Linked DNA regions of Hordeum vulgare: region 1 is linked to region 2. Evidence: chromatin contacts called from public Hi-C data. All regions are on one chromosome and are shown on one strand. The core of a region is the stretch at or near the end of the contact, and the rest is flanking DNA. Distances in the headings are between cores, read along the strand shown.

The links. Hi-C and Micro-C count contacts between places; a contact is called where the count stands out from the background.
Region 1: a Hi-C map of leaf shows a contact between it and region 2, with 2.1 times the contacts expected there. The contact joins two enhancer-like sites. A contact is called at or near these places in 5 of 6 Hi-C or Micro-C datasets (leaf, seedling and an unstated tissue).

Annotation. Positions count from the first base shown.
Region 1 is chr5H:505,706,629-505,712,690 of MorexV3_pseudomolecules_assembly, forward strand. No RefSeq gene overlaps it. Among protein-coding and RNA genes, the nearest start is that of LOC123397657, 24 kb to the right of the region's middle. Within about 2 kb of position 3,838, at least 3 of the 3 cell types and tissues checked have open chromatin away from gene starts, as enhancers often do. A contact at or near this core is called in leaf, where this site is marked.
Region 2 is chr5H:505,531,178-505,537,956 of MorexV3_pseudomolecules_assembly, forward strand. No RefSeq gene overlaps it. Among protein-coding and RNA genes, the nearest start is that of LOC123398691, 84 kb to the left of the region's middle. Within about 2 kb of position 5,219, at least 1 of the 3 cell types and tissues checked has open chromatin away from gene starts, as enhancers often do. A contact at or near this core is called in leaf, where this site is marked.

The DNA of each region.
Region 1 (6,062 bases), core at 2,588-5,087, 170 kb after region 2:
ACGGGTATGGCAGACGGGCACATCAACAACTCACCGAGTACATAAGATCTTAGTTGTTGCAGCACCCGGTCACAGGAAGGGCACAAAATCTATTGTGGCACTCATCTCCTCGCACATCTAGCTAGAGCGCAACTCATGTGTTTTTAGAGAAAAGCAGGCAAACGCGGGTCACATTGTTGCCGCATGCAGACGCAATATGGAGCAATGGAGGATGGCAGGTGCAAGATGCATAGAGCAACCCTTCGGGGATGTAACGTGACATTATCCCTTATTTTGCCCCCCCCCCTCCATCGATTACCTTCTTCGAACTGGCTGTAATTTTCCTTTGCATCTCTTGATCACTAGATCACCCCTTTGTCAACTCTCTCTGCTTAAATCAATGCAAGGCTAGCTATGATGGACGTTTCAAAAAAAAAATCATCGGTGCCCTGCGCTGGTCGACCTGCAAAAGTCCTCGACCGGTCGAGTCCTGCACCGTCCGATTGATCTTTCCACTACCGTTCGATGCATTCTCCCCCTCCCATCGATGCATCTATGTCGGCGTGTGCGTCGCGCCTACAAAAAAGCCTAGAAAACTATTCTTCCCACCGCCTTTCCCTCGGCACAGCTCGCACGAGGAATAAATCAGATGTGGGCGTCCTCGGTGGCAAAAAGAACACCCCGCCAACCCTGCGTAGCGAATCATCTTTGCTCCCCTAGCAAGGGCAAAATGGACAAATCTGACCTAAACACGCTACAAATTCACGAAATGAATTGCGTTTGAAAAAAATTCACTCGTGTAACCTTTTTATGTGGCGCCCAATAGCAAGGTGCCACACTATACTGTGTGGCGCTCATGAGGACATCGATGCCATTATTACATCTGTTATACCTACTCGACCAGTTACTAGAGCTCGCGCACGTTCGTTGAATTACCAGGTATTTTCATTTCTTGAAAATCTTTCTAATATCCATGAACATATGATGCTGTCTAAATTAGATATTTATGTCTTGCTTATGAATGAAGGACCTAGCATGGACAAGAAGGATGGCCATTGGAGCGGGATTAAGAATGAAGGGGAAGGTGCACACTCGGGAAAGAAAAAGGTGCTTCTGGTGGTGATTTTGGGACTTTGAAGGCACCATAAGGAAATCATGAAGTCTTGGACGAAATATACAAGATGTCACTTCATAAATTTCATCCATATGCTATTATAGGTGTTGCGTCACCTTATTTTTAGGCCAGGCCCATGTAATTTCAAAATACTAGCTACCACATAGGTTATTTTTAGAGTCCGTATGTGTGGGGAAACCGAGTTTAGGGTCGTTTTCGGACCCATCCTTCAAGGGTCACGAAAATCCCTCTCTATTTCCTCATATGCAGCCCTTAGGGCACCGTTTAGACTTGGGTATTGTTTAGATTACAAGTTTGCCATAGCTGCAACTTCGCGTTCTTCGTTTGTGTTCTACAACCACACCAAGACGTCAGAGAACCTCACTTTCATCAATAAAGCTTTTCTCTTATATTCACAATATCTAGATTGCAATTTCAATTTCTTGTTTGTTCTTCGTTTGCGTGCATGAAACATACCCTCGTGGTTAGGTTGATAGTGCTCCGTCGTGGTAAATAACCTCTAGGAGTTGGTTTAGCGATTGATAAGACGCGGCGTCTTCGCACGTTCGTAGTCGGATCGTCAAAGTCCACTCCACCAAAAATGATAGACACCATCTCATCGAAAGACAGGGACAACTTCACCTTTATGAGGCGCCTTTGCCTTAGACGCCACAGAGACATAGTGTAGTGTAGCATCTTTGCCTTAGGCGCCACCTTAGGTCTCGGACGCCACACAATGTAGTTTCGAACGTCATACAATGTAGTGTGGCGCCTAAGGCAAAGGCCCCACAAAAAAGGGTTACGAGAGTGAAAACAATTCGGAGACGGTTCACTTTGTGAATTTGTTACATGTTTAGGTCAGATTTGTCCATTTTGCCCCTAGCGAGAGCATGGTGGTCACGGGGTTCCAGCTCTGGCAGTCGCTAGTTGCAACTTCGCCTCTTACCGGTTGCATCTCTGTCCTTGTCGGTTCAACTTTGTTGTAGCCCGTTCCAGATCCTCTACTTGACGGTTGCAGCTCCGTCGTCGTCTGGTCCAGCTACACCCCTTATCGGTTGCTAGTACTCCACTTATAGGTTGTAGCCCACTGTAGCCGAATGCAAGTCCGTCACTTGCTAGTTCTAGTCATGCCCTACCAGTTGGAGCTCCTCCCGTCGTAGGTTGTAGGTGTGGTGTAGCCGGATGCAGCCCCACGCCATATCCGTTGCACCTCTTCCACTCATGGATCGCAGATCTATTGTAGCCGGATGCAGCTTCACCACTTGTCGGTTCCATCTCTGCACCTTGACGGTTGTAGCTCTGCTATAGCCGGATGCAGCTACGTCACTCATTGGTTCCAGCTCTCTCTATGCCGGATGCAACTCTATTGGGTGATATGTTGTCCCTAGCATCTTGGTGCACTGGTCGGAGCTGCGCGCCATGCTGCTTCCAACGCCTCGCAAACACTGCAACCCCCTGCTAATAACTCGGCTCGCTGGGAGCGGCTTACAGTGTTGGTCGTAGCTGAGCGCCTTGCCGGTTGATATCCACCTCCCCTTCACAAACTTGGAGCAGCCCCGTAGGTCGCCCCCTTGTCGCGGACGCGCAACATTTCGTGGAACCAACAAGCCTCACAATAGTAATGGCCCCCTCTTGCATCAGAGGTTGGGGCCGGGTTGACATGGCTACTTTGAGAGTTTGGGAGCAAGAGGAACGACATGTTGCGCGGTGCACATGAAAAAGATAAGGATCGAAATGGCATTTCATGAGCCCCACTACACGCATCGCGTCGGAAGTGTACAGAAGAGGACGAGTCGGTCGGCTGACACAAATCCTTTTCGACGTATATATTGATTGTGCTAGAAAAATGTTATATCCCAATTCGATGTACAACTCCAGAAACAAAACAAAAAAAGGTCGAATCAAATTATAAATGGTAGTTTCTTAGATGGGGCTCAAATTTTAGCCCGTTTACACACTTAGTTTTGAATTTGTTCTTCTCATTTCTCAACCTCCGTTCCAAAGTTATATTTGAACTTGACATGGTAATACATTATTTCGTGTCATAAATTAAGTTTAGATCCATGGACAAAATTTTAGATTGCACTTTTAGGATAGGTGCATTGGATACACACTCGCACAAGCGCCTACATAAGTTTTTTAAGCCCAAACTTTCACCTACGTGAGTGAAATCCAAATAAGCCCACGTGTCTTGCTATAAGCAAGACATGGCGGAGTATTGGTTTTAGGCAAATTTTGCTAACCGGCGCCGCCAGCGCTTCTGCGATGGGCCGGTCCATTTAGAGATCCTATATGTGTTTTAATCTGTGATTTTTTTTAACTGTTGACCTTTTTTGAAGTCGTGAACTATTTTTAAAGTTGATGATTTATTTTTCGAAATTGGCGAACTTTTCTTGAAAATCGGTGAACTTATTTTTCAATTCATGAACTTTGTCAAAATCAATGAACTATTTTTAAAAATTGATAAACTTTTTTTTCAAAATTGATGATTTTCTTTTCGAATTCTGTGAACTTTTTGAAAATCCTTGCACATATTGTAAAAGTCGGTGAACTTTTTTTCATAATCATCGAACTTTTTTTGCAAATCTGAACTTTTTAAAATTCAGTGAACTTTTTTTGATTTTTTAATGACAACCATACTTTATATGGGCCGGCCCATGAGGAGTGGTGCTACAGGCGCCGGATTCCCAAGTGGTGTTGAAGGCGCCAGATAGGAGCTCCGAGACATGGCTGCCTCGTTCTCGTGCACACTGCAAGGAGTCGAGGGTGGGCCAGCCCAGTGGAGACATGGTTATCGTGATGAGGTCACGTTGATGTCATACCAAACTTTGTTTTTCTTCTTTTTATTATATTATATTTTAAATGAGTATTCTAAAATAGTAAATTTACTTAAAAGTTCAAAACCATGAATTTAAAAAATGTTAACACGATCTAAAATAGTTTAGTGCAATACAAGGAAAAATGTTTATAGCTTAAAAAATGTATGTGAAAATGAAAAAGATGTTTCTCTTTAAAAAAATTATGGATTTGTTTTAAAGAAAATTATACAATGTCAGAAAATGTTTGCATAGTATAAACATATGTTTCATACATTTAAGAAAGTTGGCATTTAAAAAAATGTTCACGTGTTTCCAAAAATATGGATAGGACATTTTTAAAAATGTTTACACACTGTAATATTTTTTCTGGTTTTAGAAATTTTTTGGACTTGTATTTGAAAACAATGTTGACAAATTATTAAAAAAGTGTCAAAAGTTGTATTAATAAACATACATCCTGTGTTTGAAAAAGTGCAACGTGCATAAAAAATGTTTTACATGTACATTAAAAGTTGTATATTATGTACAAAGAACGTAGACAAGTGATAAGAAAATAAAACCAATGAAAACTGAAAAAGGAAAAAGAAATAAACTGCCGAAAAACAAATAAAACTGAGAAAGAAAACAAAACCAACATATAAAAAAAGAAAAATATGGAAAAACCGTGCAGAATAATGAAAATCGAATTAGCACGAGGAAAAAAGGCAACCGGTGAAGAAACAGTTTTTTTAATTAAAAAGGTAAAAAAACTGTGATCCCAAACAACGAAACCGGACAAAGAAACACTAGAAAGAAAGAACTGGCCCAACATTGAAAAATCCGAACAAAAAGACAATCACAGCGAAAGAAAAAAAAACACATGAACTGCTACAGTACTTGTCGGCTGGGCCGCGTCACGTTGCAGGCGAGAGAGCTGACATCCCGCTATAAGTGAGATATAGGTCTCATGAAAGTCCAAAACGAGCAAAGATGTCACTTGGCCCCTGCGAATGTCGGGTGGCCGATTTGGATGTTTTTATTGCTAGTAAACAGATATCCCCCACGTGAAATATATGGGCTATATTGAGGTGGTAGTTTCAAAAATAATAAGCTAGATCGTAGGTTGGTTACGAGGTAATAGCAGGTTCTAGTTGAAACGGTGCACAAATCTTACAAAGGCGAGTCCCACGTGTAGAATGGGAACTTCATGGGAGACGCTGTTTAGAATGGGAACTTTGGTTCTCAATTGCACCATACACCAATATACGTACCAAAGATTATTGATTGAGATGGCTACATCTAATATAAAGTAAAAAATGTCTAGTTTTAATACATATTTCCTCCATCGCAAAATAAGTGTCGTTGATCTAGTACAAAAATCTATACTAACTTAGTACAAAATTTGCGACACTTATTTTGAGACGGGGAATTATTAAATAGCTCACTTTACACACTGATCTCTAAACCTTCTACGCTAGTGTTGGTGAATTGATGCATAACTAGCAAAAAGAGCTATGCGTTGCACTGAAATAACAAAATAAATATATATTTTTATTTCCTTTTACTATCTTTTATGTTTTTACTGTTGCATGTGCATACCAGGTGCTCATGGTACTATTAATCTAAAAATCACCCTACTAAGGTAATAAATAAATCAAACCAAATATAGAAATTTTGTCATGATCCATAACAGATTTAAATTGGGCCTTTAGTCTGAAATTCGGCTAACTTTTTTTAAATATTGCATTTTTTATTTCTTTTTGAAAAATATTGCACAAAATTCAGATTTTTCAAAAATAATACGGCCTCGGCTTAGGCGTGGTCGATTGGAATCTATTGGCCTAGCCAAGACCAATAAGTCCCAATCGGCCTTGGTTAGGCCGATAGGCCTGTCAGCCTGGCTTCCGGGAGCTTATCGGCCTTGGCGAAGCCAATAAGCTCCTGTCGGCCTTGGCTAGGCCAATAAGTCCCTATCAGCCTTGGCTTAGGCCAATAAGGACTAATTGGTGTTGGCTAGGCCAATAGGTGCATGGGATTATTTTTTTGCATGTTAGCTATTTTCCACGCCCTATTTCCCGTCAATTTACCCCCCCCCCCCCATACTTTGCCGCCAATTTATCCCCCCATACTTTCCCGCCAAAATTGGCGGGAAATGGCGACGGAAAAAAAAG
Region 2 (6,779 bases), core at 3,969-6,468:
GTCTCGAGGCTTCTTGGTGTTTGCTTTTGCTCCTTGGTTTTCCTGCTTCCTTCCTAGGCACATATTGGCATAGTGACCTAAGGTCTTGCATTTAAAACATGAGATATAACTCAGATCCTTAACAGGAGGGATTTGGCTCTCCCTAGTGTACTTTCAAAAAATTGTGTTTCAAAAAATCTTCTCTTTTTCAATTTTGTTCAGAGTTTCATGGAATTTCAAATAACGTTCTCGTTTTCAAAATTTGTTCACATTTAAAAAAGATTTTATGTTTAAAAAATGTACTTGTTTTCAAATTTGTTCACAGTTTCATAAATTTGTTCGTGTTTGAAAAAATGTTCAGGAATTTTGCAAAACGTTGTTATTTTCAAAAAATTTATACTTTTCAGAAATGTTCGTGTTTATTTTTTTTGCATATTCAACATTTTTATTGGCAATTTCAACAAATATTCCCATGTTTCAAATTTTGTTCGCATTTTGAAAAAAGCATAAAATACATATTTTGTTCAAACTTTTAAAAAAACTTCATGTTTTTACTTTATTGATGTTGAATATAAAAAATGTTCCTATTTTCCTTTTGTTTCAAAAAATGAAAAGTGTTCGTGATATCAGAAAATATTCGAAAATTGCAAATAATATTCGTGTTTCTCATAACTTGTTTGTTTTTTCAGAAAATTTTAAGTTTTTAAGAAATTGTTCACATTTTTGGTAACTGTTTGGGAATTGCAAATTTTGTTCGTATTTCATTTTTAAATTGGAATATCAAAACATCTTCAGTTTTCCCCAAAATGGGGCATTCCAAAACTGCTTGCAATTATCAAGAAATGTTTTCCGAATATCAACGATGTCGTGTGTTCTTATAGAGTTTTGAACTAAGATGTTCAGTTGGTGCTGTGTGGTATATTGGCCTCGCGGTTGGAGTGTCAGGATGCAGGATCAACTCCGAGGGCGTGCTGTTGTTTTCCTACATTTTTTTTGTGTCGTGCGACAGGAAACGAAATAACGAACGGGTTGATGGGCCAACCCAGCAGTGCATCGACCTTGTTGATCGAGCTTCTGTATGACGCAAAATGGGTCATATAGGAGGTCCCGCACCGGGCTTGTTGTGTGTTGTGTGTGCTTCCAATGCATAGTGGGCCACTCAAAACTCTTGGATCGTCGATCATGGGTCATCATGTCTTGGTGCATCTATCATTTGCGACAGGAAATGAAACAACGAGCAGGTTGTTGGGCCGGCCCAGCCATGCATCGAGCATGTGCATCGAGCTCCTATATGATGCAACATGCGTTATATAGGAGGTCCCGCGTTGGGCATACTGTGTGTGCGCTGTCAATGCGTAGTCATTGTGTGTTGGTGTGTCTATCATTGGCTCAGACCATGATATTCTGGACCGTCTCGTTAGTTTTTTACTCCCTCCATTTTAAATATATGTTTTGTTAGAGATTCCATTACAAACCATATAAATGTATATAGACACTTTAGAGTATATATTCACTCATTTTGCTCTCTATGCATTTCATATTAAATCTTTAGAAAGACTTATATTTAGAAACGGAGGTAGTACATCTTGCATATTTTCTTTTTTGGAGAGCACATCACGCGTTTTTCTTTTACAGTACACAAATTATTTCCCACATATGGAAAATGTAAAAAAGTAACCTCGTATTGTAAGAACAAACAAAGATGTTCGTGTATTTATATATAATTATTCGTGCAATTTTGGAAAAAGTGTTCAAATATTTTTTCAATAATAACATATTTATAAAAAGTGCTGCAATTTTTCGAAAATACAAATGAATATTTTGGAATCCAAGAGATACAATTTCAAATACACATCAAACATAGTTAGGAAATGAACATTCCAAAGAAGCATGAAGGTTTTTAAAGCATCTATACCGTGCATAGAACGTTGGGAGTCAGTGATACTAGTATGTATATAGCATTGGCATTTTTGTTTAATCTGCTCTCTAATAATACTTTCTCTTTTTAAATAAATATTCGAAAATTTCAAAGCATGTTCGATTTTTTATTAAATGTTCGTTTTTTTTAGAGTTATCCAAATTTTATAAAATTTATCTCGAGTTTTGGAAACATTCTTACAAATTTAAAAGTGTCCATGTATTATTGTTTCTAAATATAAAAACTATTCTAATTTTATCCATGAATATTATGTTTTATGAAAAATTCTCCAATTTTAAAATGTTTGCAAATGTCATTTTTAGTGTTTTAAATTATTTTCACAATTTTTTAAATTTTTTTAACGAAATTCGAAACCTGTACAAGAAACTGTAATATCTTCATGAATTGAAAAAATGTTCATGATTTGTAAAAAGTTTGCAATATTCAATAAATATTCTTGATTTTTAAAATGTTCATTACTTTACAAATGGAGAAAGAAAAGTTTAATGACAATGGAAAAAGGGAAAAGCAAAATTAAATGTGAAATGAAACGTGAAGAAATTTGAGAAAAAATCATCAAGAATACTATAGGGCGATTGGCCTGACCTAATATAGCATGCAATACGCTGGGTTAATATAGCATGCAATCAAACACATTAAGCATTGTTACGATTGTGGCCAACCAGCTATGGCATGTGGCACATTCTGGTTGGTCGTAGTGAGAAAGTTTTTGAACTTTTTAGAGTTTTTTGTCAAAATCCAACGAGCTACGCCATGTGGCGCATGGTTGGTAGCAGTGAGAAAGTTTTTTATTTTATAAAGTTCTTTCAAAATAAAAGTGAGATTTTTTTAGGAAAAGTTTTTAATTATTTTAGATGAATGTGATGTTTACATAATATAAGTTTTTTAATTTTAAATTAAAGATATGATGCATATAGCGTTTTTTCAAACGGCTCGCAACGACGGCCCCCAATCATTAATACGCTAGGAAGAGGGAACCTACCTTCTAAGAATTTGGAGAACATACCTTCTCAAAACCGGTAGGAAGAGGGAAGATTTGACCAGCTCTAATATAGCATGCAATGAATTGGGTTACGATTCTAGTAGCCTGTTTCCTCCTATATGGAAAATCCTATTTGCCGCATTCTGCGGCACATTGTCGACCTTTCGCATTGGAGGTGCGAGCGAGCGACTAGGTTTGGGCCAGCCCGTTAACACTTTCACCGATCTCAGTTTTTGGAACCTTCTAGAGGTTTCCAGCCATTTTTTCCGGTTTTGGTAACTTTCTAGAAGATTCCCTGAACCGGTTTTTTTTTTTTCTGTTTTAAGACTATTCTGGATTTTCAAAAAATGTTCCGGAATTTGAAAAAATATTCGGGAACTTGGAAAGTAGTTCGGAATATGGAAAAATGGTTTGGAATTAAAAAACATGTTCCAGAATTTGAAAAAATGTTCTGGAAATTGAAAAAATATTCCGGAATTTGAAAAATATTCCGGAATTTGAAAAATGTTCTAAAATTTGAAAAATTATTCCTGAATTTCAAAAAAATTCTCCTTTTTTGTAATTTTATAGGAAACTATGAAAATGTTCTGGAATTCCAATTTTTTCCTGTTTTTGTAAACTTTTTCAACAATCGGAAAAATATTTTGAATTTAGGAATTTGTTCACATATTTAAAAAACGTTAATATTTCCAATTTTTTTCACAAATTAACATAATGTTCACATGTTTTATTTTTGTTCACAAAATCTAAAATATTTTGGAATTTCCATATATAACCCTGTTTTCCAAATTTGTTCACATATTCTGAAAATGCTACAGTTTTTACATTTTGTTCACAAATTTATAAAATGTTCCATATTTTCGAAATTAGTTTGTAAATTAAAAAACAATCGAGTTTTGTAAAAATAGTTTAATTTTGAAAAATGTTCACTTTCTCACTTTTTTATTTTTCGCGGTTGCCGATTGTTCTTTAGCACTAGCGCTGCCATTGTTGCAAAGTAGGTTGCCTAGTGTAGTGGCTCGTGCATTGCAATAATCTATTGCAGGTTGAGGTTTCGATTCCCGGGTATTGCGCAGTCAGTTTTTGCGTTTTTTCATTCCGTCAAAATGAGCGAATGGACCGGCCCTGGTTACTCGCGTCCTATGCGAAGCTCCACCTCTTTGCTGCAGTTAGCGGCAAATAGGATGTCCCCTCCTATATGGCGATTGTAGTCCCACAAACGCGGACCTACTCCGGCTTTTCCAATTTGACGTTGTAGGCGTTAGTTTCTTCGAATTTCTACAAAACGGCGTCTACAGCCTGTTACATGGGCTTGGCCCATCTTCTTTTTTTGTTCTGTTATACAAACAAAAAAGTGACGCCCGCATTTGCTGCGATTCAAACATGCGACCAAATAGTCAGTCGTGTGATGAGCCAACCAACCCAAGTTCCCGAATTGGCTGCTGGGTTGCTGCTTCTTCCTCCCTTTCTTTGAACGCCTTTTCCTTTTTTCTATTTATTTTTTCACTTTTTTTTTCATCTTGCTTTTTATTCGGAACGGTTTTGTTCTTTTTTTTAGTATTTGATCTCTCGACATTTTCCAAAATAGATGAACTGTTATCAAATTCGATGAACTATTTTTCAAATTCGTGAACATTCTCTTAATATTGATGAACTTTTTTTAAATTTGATGAATAATTTTAAAAATTTGTGAACTTTTATTAAATTTGATTAACCATTTTTCAAATCCAATTATTTGTTTTTTCAAATTCGATGTTTTTTTAAAAATTGATGTTGTTTTCTTCAAATTTTTGAACTTTTTTCGATGTTGGTGAACTATTTGTCAAACTTGACAATTTTTTTCAATACTTATGGTTTTTTATCAAAATTGAATATTTGTTTTATAAATTGATGATTTTTTTAAAAAGTAAATATTTTTTCCCTTTTTGTAACTTTTTTTTTCAAAATCGATGAACTTTTTTTAAGTTTGTATACTTTTCTTAATGTTTTTATAAATTTCGTGAACTTTTTTTCCAAAATGATGAACATTTGAAAATTCACGTTTAAAGAAAATCTATGTGATTAATAAGTAGCGTAGGTACACTTGTTCTTATACGATTAGTGTTAGTTATATTCACAAGTGTTCTGTTGTTCTAGTGATTAGCCAAGCTTGAACAAGGATGTGATGACCCGAGTTTGAATGCAAACCTTTTTAGTTATTCTAGCGTTATTATATATTCGCTGTGCTTTTGTTTTACGGGCCGACCCAATAAAAAGGCGCAATGGGCGCTAGCTACCTGTTCAGGCGCTTAAGGCGCCGAACAACAGCTCCCACCTACTCCCCGTGCAACACTTTTGTGGGTTGGACCTTGTGCGTTAGTCATCGCCATCGTTATCGGGTAGGTATAGCCCAAGTCGTTTTCCGGTTTGGTTTCTTCAGCCATTTTAGTTTCATCGGTTTACTATTAAAAATATATTCTAAACTTTTGAAAACGTTTAGAAATTAAAGAAAAAAAATGCTCCCATATTAAGTATTTAGGAGTAGCTTCATACTCCCTCCGTTCCAAAATAAGTGTCTCAACTTTGTATTAGCTCTAGTACAAAATTGTATTAAGCTTGAGACAGTTATTTTGGGACGGAGGGAGTATTAAATTAGGCACTAAAGTTTCATCGAAGTTACTGGATTCATTGTACACATGTGAAACGTACACACTATACCCCAACGATACAAACACGACTAACATACACTACATCACAAACATAATGGCTACTTGCCCATTACAGTTGTCTACCGAAAGCTTAATCGCTCAAAAAAGTTCGGCAATTGACCTTAGTACATTTAACTAAATACCAAACATAATTTCCGGATGAGATAGTAACTATGAACTCAGAATATTAAATATTTACTGAGCTATAATTAGTTATTTTGTGCTCTACAAATAGTATATCGTAAGTAAAGGTTATCCAACTTATTATGATATAATATACAATTATAGAATTTATGAATGATCTTAATTACCTTGGCTTCAGTTTAACAGATGAAATTCACCAATACAATATTTATCCAAAATGATCATGCCCACGATTCCTAAACTTGAAAAGCATCTCATTATATCTCTTCTATTCTAATATAGATCTTTTACGGTTAATGAATGTAACATTTGAGCCAACTGTCATTAGCATACTGTTTCATTCTAGCCCGATGGTTGTGATGATACAATTAATATCAGTGTGAAAACTAGCCCAGATACAACTTACCGCATATCATAACCTAGACCTATGGTAGCTACATGTGTGGAAACTTGGTTTGGCAAATTTAATTCTGGGCTAGGTTGGTATTTATGCCATAATGTGATCCAACAAGGAGAACAAATAAAAATCTGTTGAGAGATTGAAATAAGTAGAACTATTGCTCACTTTGTTACATTTTACTTGTAGCTGTTGGTAAATATTGATATTTTCTAATACATGTTGCACTAGGTGAAGGTTTGAGATGGAGCTTTGCTTAGGGCCTTTTGTTTGTTTGATTGCATCATACGAAAAATAAATTATTCTTCCAAGATGTTTCTATGGATGCTAAATTCTCCATGAAATGCAGTACAAACAAATCCTTATGTAATCCCGTATGTGATTCAATTATACAAGTCAGACAACCGATACAGGAAAGATTCCGAAGAACCGAAATCCTGGAAAATTCCCATGTAAATCTTCTAAGTCAAAGATGTCCTTATTTTCCAAGATCACATTTTTTGCAATTCCCGGGGAACTTGTTGAGACTTAAATTACAAAAACTAAAGTATGCTATATAATCCTTAATTTATAGGACATATTACAATACACTATTCATCTTACATATTCTTCTAAAATGTTTTTGTTGTAGCCTGTTAAAACTGTATTTTT